Regions from separate parts of the Mus musculus genome. Here region 2 is linked to region 1. A link is a contact called in public HiChIP or PLAC-seq data. All regions are on one chromosome and are shown on one strand. The core of a region is the stretch at or near the end of the contact, and the rest is flanking DNA. Distances in the headings are between cores, read along the strand shown.

Region 1 (2,854 bases), core at 154-2,653:
ACCCTCATTTTTTTTAAGTGCTAAAACTGACAACAATGCATATTAATGATCTCAAATCTCAGACAAAAAATTAAAGAGCAAACAAAAAATACTGTTAGCTGGGCAGTAGTGGTGCGTGCTTTTACACCAGTATTCAGGAGGCAGAGGCAGGGATCTCTGAGTTGGAGGCCAGCCTGGTTACAGAGCAAGTTCCAGGACAGTCAAAACTACACAGGGAAACCCGGTCTCGAGAAACAACCCACTATAACTTCATTAAAAGCAAACTAAATCCTCAGAAGTGTAGAAGCCTGGTATGGTATCTTGTACCTTAAATTCCAGTACTCTGGAAAGCAAAGGCAGCCATTTGGCCTGGTCTATATCCAGCAGTATGGACTGCAGGAGTGAGCCACACCCCTTGGTCCTTGGTCTAATTCTGCCCCAATAATTTCCTTTATCTGATACAGTTTTAATAAACTCCTGGGGAGTGGGGTATGTTTTCTAGGACAACTTAATCATGGAGTGACTGGTTAATGAATAGGCTGAGCCCTGCTCCCGATCCACCTTCGTCACATCTGTTTCTGGCTATCTCAGGTCTTACGTAAAATGTTCATGTACTCGTTTTTCTGGGCCTCTTACTGCGAAATCCCCGAATTTTTAAGGTTTCCTTGTGCAGTGGAGGCTAGGTCGGCTTTGCAAGCGGAGCTAGCCAAGGCCGCTGTACCAATCATGAAGAGCAGAAGCTACGCCCTTCTCATGTCAGTGCCGTCTGTGTTCTACCAGCTAGGAGCTTTCGGTGAGATTTTTCCGTCATCGGGTGGGAAGACATTGGCCACGCATGTCCCTGTCCCTGATTGCAAACCTCCACTCTCAAGAGTGTTTTCGTAAGAGTACATTTCCAGACTCCTGCGCAATTTTAAGAACAGGGGAGCTAGGAAACTTGCAAACCGTTTTAGGTAACTCCGGGTTTCAAATACAGCCAAGAAGGTATTATTTTTTCGCAAAGCAACATTAAAACGTAAGACATTTGACCTTGACAATCTAGCTATGATCCTTTTCAAGCAGGCCTTCCAAGGTTCAGGAAAAAGATCGCACACGTCGAGCCAGCCAGGAGTCGAACCTAGAATCTTCTGATCCGTAGTCAGACGCGTTATCCATTGCGCCACTGGCCCGGTGCTGAGGAGGCCTCCTCCACGATAAGTGATCTCCAATTACACAGCTTCACTATGCTTCCTGCTTCTAACCTCAGTCTGGTCGGTTTGTTGAATGTCGCGACTCAGTGCAAAGCTACCGGGACTCCGCCTTTCTCTGCAACGCGTTACACCAATCCCCAGAGGCGACGTCACGGCGTTCTTTGGTCCGCTCCAATCCGCGCATCGGAGGCGTGCCTCGCAGCTCACTGGTTTGTCCGCCGCCGGCTCCCGTGCTCGCCCGAGAGGCGGACCCGGGAGGGGGTGGGGCCAGGCCGAGGCTCCTTGACCACCGCGCCTGGGGAGCGGTCGCCGCGGAGCCGGGGTGGCAGCGGGCTACACTGCGGGTGGAGCGAAGAGGAGGAAGCTGCACGATGGCGGCCGCAGCCTACGAGCATCTGAAGCTGTGAGTCCCGCGGGCTGCGGCCGCTGACAGGAAGGGCGGAGGGGCGAGCGGGCGCCGAGGCCCGGGAGTGTGCGGCCCGCACCGGCCGAGCTCGCGGGCTGGGCTTTCCCCGTCCAGCCTGGCTGCAGCGTAGGCCAGTGTCCCGCAGCCTCGCCCGCCGCTGGACCTGGCGCGGTGAGCCGAGCCGCAGCCCGCAGCACCGGAGGCTGCAGCCAGCTTTCCCTGGGTGGCCTCCGGGAGAGGCCTTTTTCACCGGGCGTGCTCTGACGTCCGCCGGCAGAGCTAACCTTTCTCTTGGTTTCAGGCTTTCTGGGCCTGGGAGTCTCAATGACGGGTCCTTCTTAGGGCGCAGCAATAATTTAGTCAGATGTCCTAAGGGCCGGTCGAATTTACTGTGCTTATTCCAACAGACTGCGTCGACAGCTACAGTAGGCTCGCCTCTATTTTGGCGTAGCAATGTTGAGTTTTGGCAAAGCCAGGACTTGAGGTTTTGAGGCCCAGCCACTGGATGTTTAGAGGTGCAAAAAAAAAAAAAAATAGACATTTATAAGCTCTTTGGCTCGTCCTGGGTTAGAGGAGATGGGGGATAATTTCTCTTGTGTTACCCTCAGCACCTACACTCCTTGTTTGTGAATAACTTCGCCCTAACCGCTTTAATAATTTACCACGGTCTGGGAATGCCTTTAGTAGCAGAAGCAAATATAACTTTCGAAAAGCCAAGTTAAATTATCCTGTTAATTAGACATAGACATCCCAGTTCGTTTGCAGGAAACAAATGTAGTTTGGGTACGCCCAATGAATAACTGAAGGTGTAAAGTTATGAGTCCAGAATTTGGAGGGAGGCCATCTGCCCAACACTTTTCATGTTTTGCTGTGTTCACCCTTTATGCCTCTTCTGCTTGCTACATACAGTTCTCTTTGAAAAGCCCAGCGCCACCCTTCCTTCCACATTTCTTTTAATTAGTTTTCCTTTGTAAAGTGAATAATCACCTTATTGGTGACAGTTGAAGCAAAGTGTACTTACTGGTCTATGTCCGGCCCGAGTCACATGTCCTTTACTGGCAAATTAGGTTATTGTCCACCTGATAGTTGTTGAAGGGCTGAACATGATCTTACACTAGGTCTCAGATGTGTTTAAGCAATTTGGAGTCTTGCCTTGAAGTAGCTCGGCTTTCGGTTACAGGATATTGTTGAGTTTTCCTGCATCGAAGAATAATTGAGATGGATAACTTGAGAATTAGGAAGATTATTTTTGAGCTGCCCAGGCACTGAGTTTCACCAG
Region 2 (2,700 bases), core at 117-2,616, 47 kb after region 1:
CTAGCTTTGTCTCTTTGTTTGTTTTTATTATTTGCATTTGCAGTAATGGAATTCCCCTTTATCGTTGTTTATTTTATCTTAAATTTTGGTGTATTGGATAAGACATTTTTTCCCTGTTTCTTTGTATGGCTATTTCCTTAAAAATTATATTTTAGATTATTATAATGTGGTAACACTGGGGTCAGGTTTCTTTCCAGGCCTGGTTGCAGTTGGTTTTGTTGTTTTGGTTTTTTGATTTTTAAAGATCATAGTGACCCATTTGATTGTGAGACCTTTTCCAGACTCTTTTGCAAAGATTTTCCTCATCATATATGCTCACTGAAGACTCTTTTAGTATGTTCAGCTAATGTTTTTCCAGATTTCATTGAATTTTAGGAATTGAGAAAAGACAAAAGAATAAAATAACAACATTCTTTACAAACTGACTCTGTTCTGAGACAGCCATCTATTTGCCTGCCAGCCAGATAAGTTTCAAAGCTAGAGAGCAGTGGGCAGTGATGTCTGCAGTAGTAGGATTTTTCTGGACAGTTTCTTGCCTGAGTATGGAAGTGATTTCCTGAAGTCTTTCATATATACTGCTGCCTCTGAATGTCCCTTTTTTCTAACGAGCATCACTTGGCTTGCTGGACTTTAGGTGGCCTGTTTTATGTGTCTGTCCAGAAAGACTCTCTTGCTCCAGGTCTCCACTGGGTAAGAGTGAAGCTGTAGCTTTTACAATCAGTCCAATATTTTTTGACCTTCATTCAGTTACACAGCACAGATAATTTAGTCCTTCATGTATGTACAGTTTTGTGTACATCGGCTGCATCTACTGGTTTGACAAAGAGAGCAAGAAACAAGATTGCTAGTGTTTCCCACAGAACTCATCACCCTGTGTGGTGGAGGAGAAAGGACAGTATTCTGTGGGTGGAAGGTGGCCTTTTCTTGATAGACTTTTACTGTTGCTGTAAACTTTGATTGCATTTCCCTAGGTCCTACAAAGTGGGTTCAGATGAGTTCCTCTTCTTTCTGGTGTTTCTGTGCCAAAATGAAAGATTAGAGTGTGCTTGTTATTTTTCTGGCATCACTATCTAAATAGAAAATCATGCTGTTTTAAATTTTTCACAGGTGAACCACAAGGGATCAGAGAAACCACTTGAGCAAACATTCGCAAACATGGTGTCCTCCTTGGGAAGTGGGATGATCAGGTATCTCATGGATGTCATTGTAGATCCTTCCAAGGCACATTATGTGTATGAATATAAAGAGTATGCTATTATATTTCAACTTGCATCTAAAAAATGTGTGTGGTGTGTGTATGTGTGTGTGTGTGTACACACATGTGGAGTGCCCATGGAGGTTAGACGTAAGCAAGCCAATACGGATGCTGGTTACTGAATATGAGTCATCTGGAAGACCAGCAAGTGCTTGTGACTGCTGAGCCATCACTCTCGTCCTCTGCTTTTGCATATTTTTAGTACCAGATAAAAGCATAATTTTACTTTTGGTTGGTTTGAAATTTTCTCTGATACAATTTACTTTACAGAGTAATTTTATGTTTGGTCCCAGTTAAAATCTCACCAAAGTTTTGCAAAGCAATGGCCTATTAGGTCAGGAATGTAGGTTTTTGTTTTAAATACTTTTAAACAGAGCATGCATGCTCTGCCCACTGAAGCCGGAACATGAACTCAATGCCCTAGAGGGGGTAACAGATGGTCGTGAGCTGCCATGTGGTTACTGGTAATCAAACCTGGCTCTTTTAGAAAAGCAAGCAATGCCCTTAGCTGTTGCACCATCTCTTCAGCCTCGTGAATTTCAGTTTTTATCTTGATGTGGTCTTTACCACTGCACGGGTTGGGTCAGTTTAGCTTGTGTAGTACTCTTATCGGAAGCAGTATCTTTGCCTGTCTAATAAGTCACAAGGCAGTGGTTTTAGATACTCTGTGTGATGGTCTGTTAAAACCAAGGTTATAGCTGATAATTCTGATCATAGCACTAAAATAACTTATAGTGCTACTTTTATTGAGGTTACCTTTTAAGATCCCGTCCTTGCTTCCTGTCACTGGCCCACATGTATTTTTGTGCTAATCTCTGGGGTGTGGTTCTCTCTTAAGAACCATTGAGGTGGTAGAGCCTGTTACACGCAGAGCCCTGTACTCTGTAGCTAGAGTAAGGCAGCGTTTGCTACACGTCTGCATTTTCACTCTTCAGATGGGAGCACAGTCCTTCCAGGCCTCCTGCTCGCTGTGATCCTAAGCAGGAAGTTGGGGTATATGCCAGACTTCATGTAGCCAGTCTTCTCCACTGACAGTCAGGGCTTGGCTAATGATTTTCCCCCTTCTCAAGGGAATGGTAGGACACTGTCACATTTAGATATAACCTGGCTCTAGAGTTGCACTTCTTAAATATTAGGTTATTGTAAAGATTGACAAAATTTTCTCTGCACATACATATGCATGTATAGATGTTGGTAAAGGAAAGTGATTGTGATTTTTGGGGGGATGGGGGTGGTTGAGTTGGGCAGTAGCTAACACTACAGGGACCGTCTTGCTTCCCTGCACGTCTTACAACCCCTAGTATACAACAGATACCCAGCCTAATCCACTATGGACTGAGCTGAGTTTCAGTACTTTGAACATACTGATCTGGAAAATGGTGAGAAGGAACCACATTGTTTGCATACAGGGATAGAAAATACGTGTTATTCAGTTGTTTGTACCC

The links. HiChIP or PLAC-seq counts read pairs in DNA pulled down with a chosen protein or histone mark.
Region 2: a contact with region 1 is called in an H3K4me3 HiChIP or PLAC-seq map of the SCID.adh cell line, with 22 read pairs. The contact joins the enhancer-like site here to the promoter of Sacm1l in region 1. A contact is called at or near these places in 1 of 39 promoter capture datasets (the 3T3-L1 cell line), 1 of 15 datasets of contacts at CTCF or cohesin (CD8 T cells), 4 of 484 Hi-C or Micro-C datasets (the G1E-ER4 cell line, the HPC-7 cell line, macrophages and 1 more), 3 of 115 datasets of contacts at active chromatin or transcription factors (CD8 T cells, the SCID.adh cell line and embryonic stem cells) and 3 of 9 other capture datasets (adipose tissue, liver and pancreatic islet).

The regions. Positions count from the first base shown.
Region 1 is chr9:123,528,350-123,531,203 of GRCm38.p6, forward strand. It overlaps Sacm1l (SAC1 suppressor of actin mutations 1-like (yeast)), which reads left to right and starts at 1,404. Exons shown (of 20, transcript NM_030692.5): 1 at 1,404-1,572. The coding sequence starts at 1,541. It overlaps n-TRacg2 (a tRNA gene), which reads right to left and starts at 1,148; the gene lies at 1,076-1,148.
Region 2 is chr9:123,575,870-123,578,569 of GRCm38.p6, forward strand. Sacm1l (SAC1 suppressor of actin mutations 1-like (yeast)) reads left to right here. Exons shown (of 20, transcript NM_030692.5): 12 at 1,108-1,187. Among named protein-coding and RNA genes, the nearest start is that of Sacm1l, 47 kb to the left of the region's middle. Within about 2 kb of position 1,367, at least 18 of the 459 cell types and tissues checked have an H3K27ac peak or open chromatin away from gene starts, as enhancers often do. A contact at or near this core is called in the G1E-ER4 cell line and the SCID.adh cell line, where this site is marked.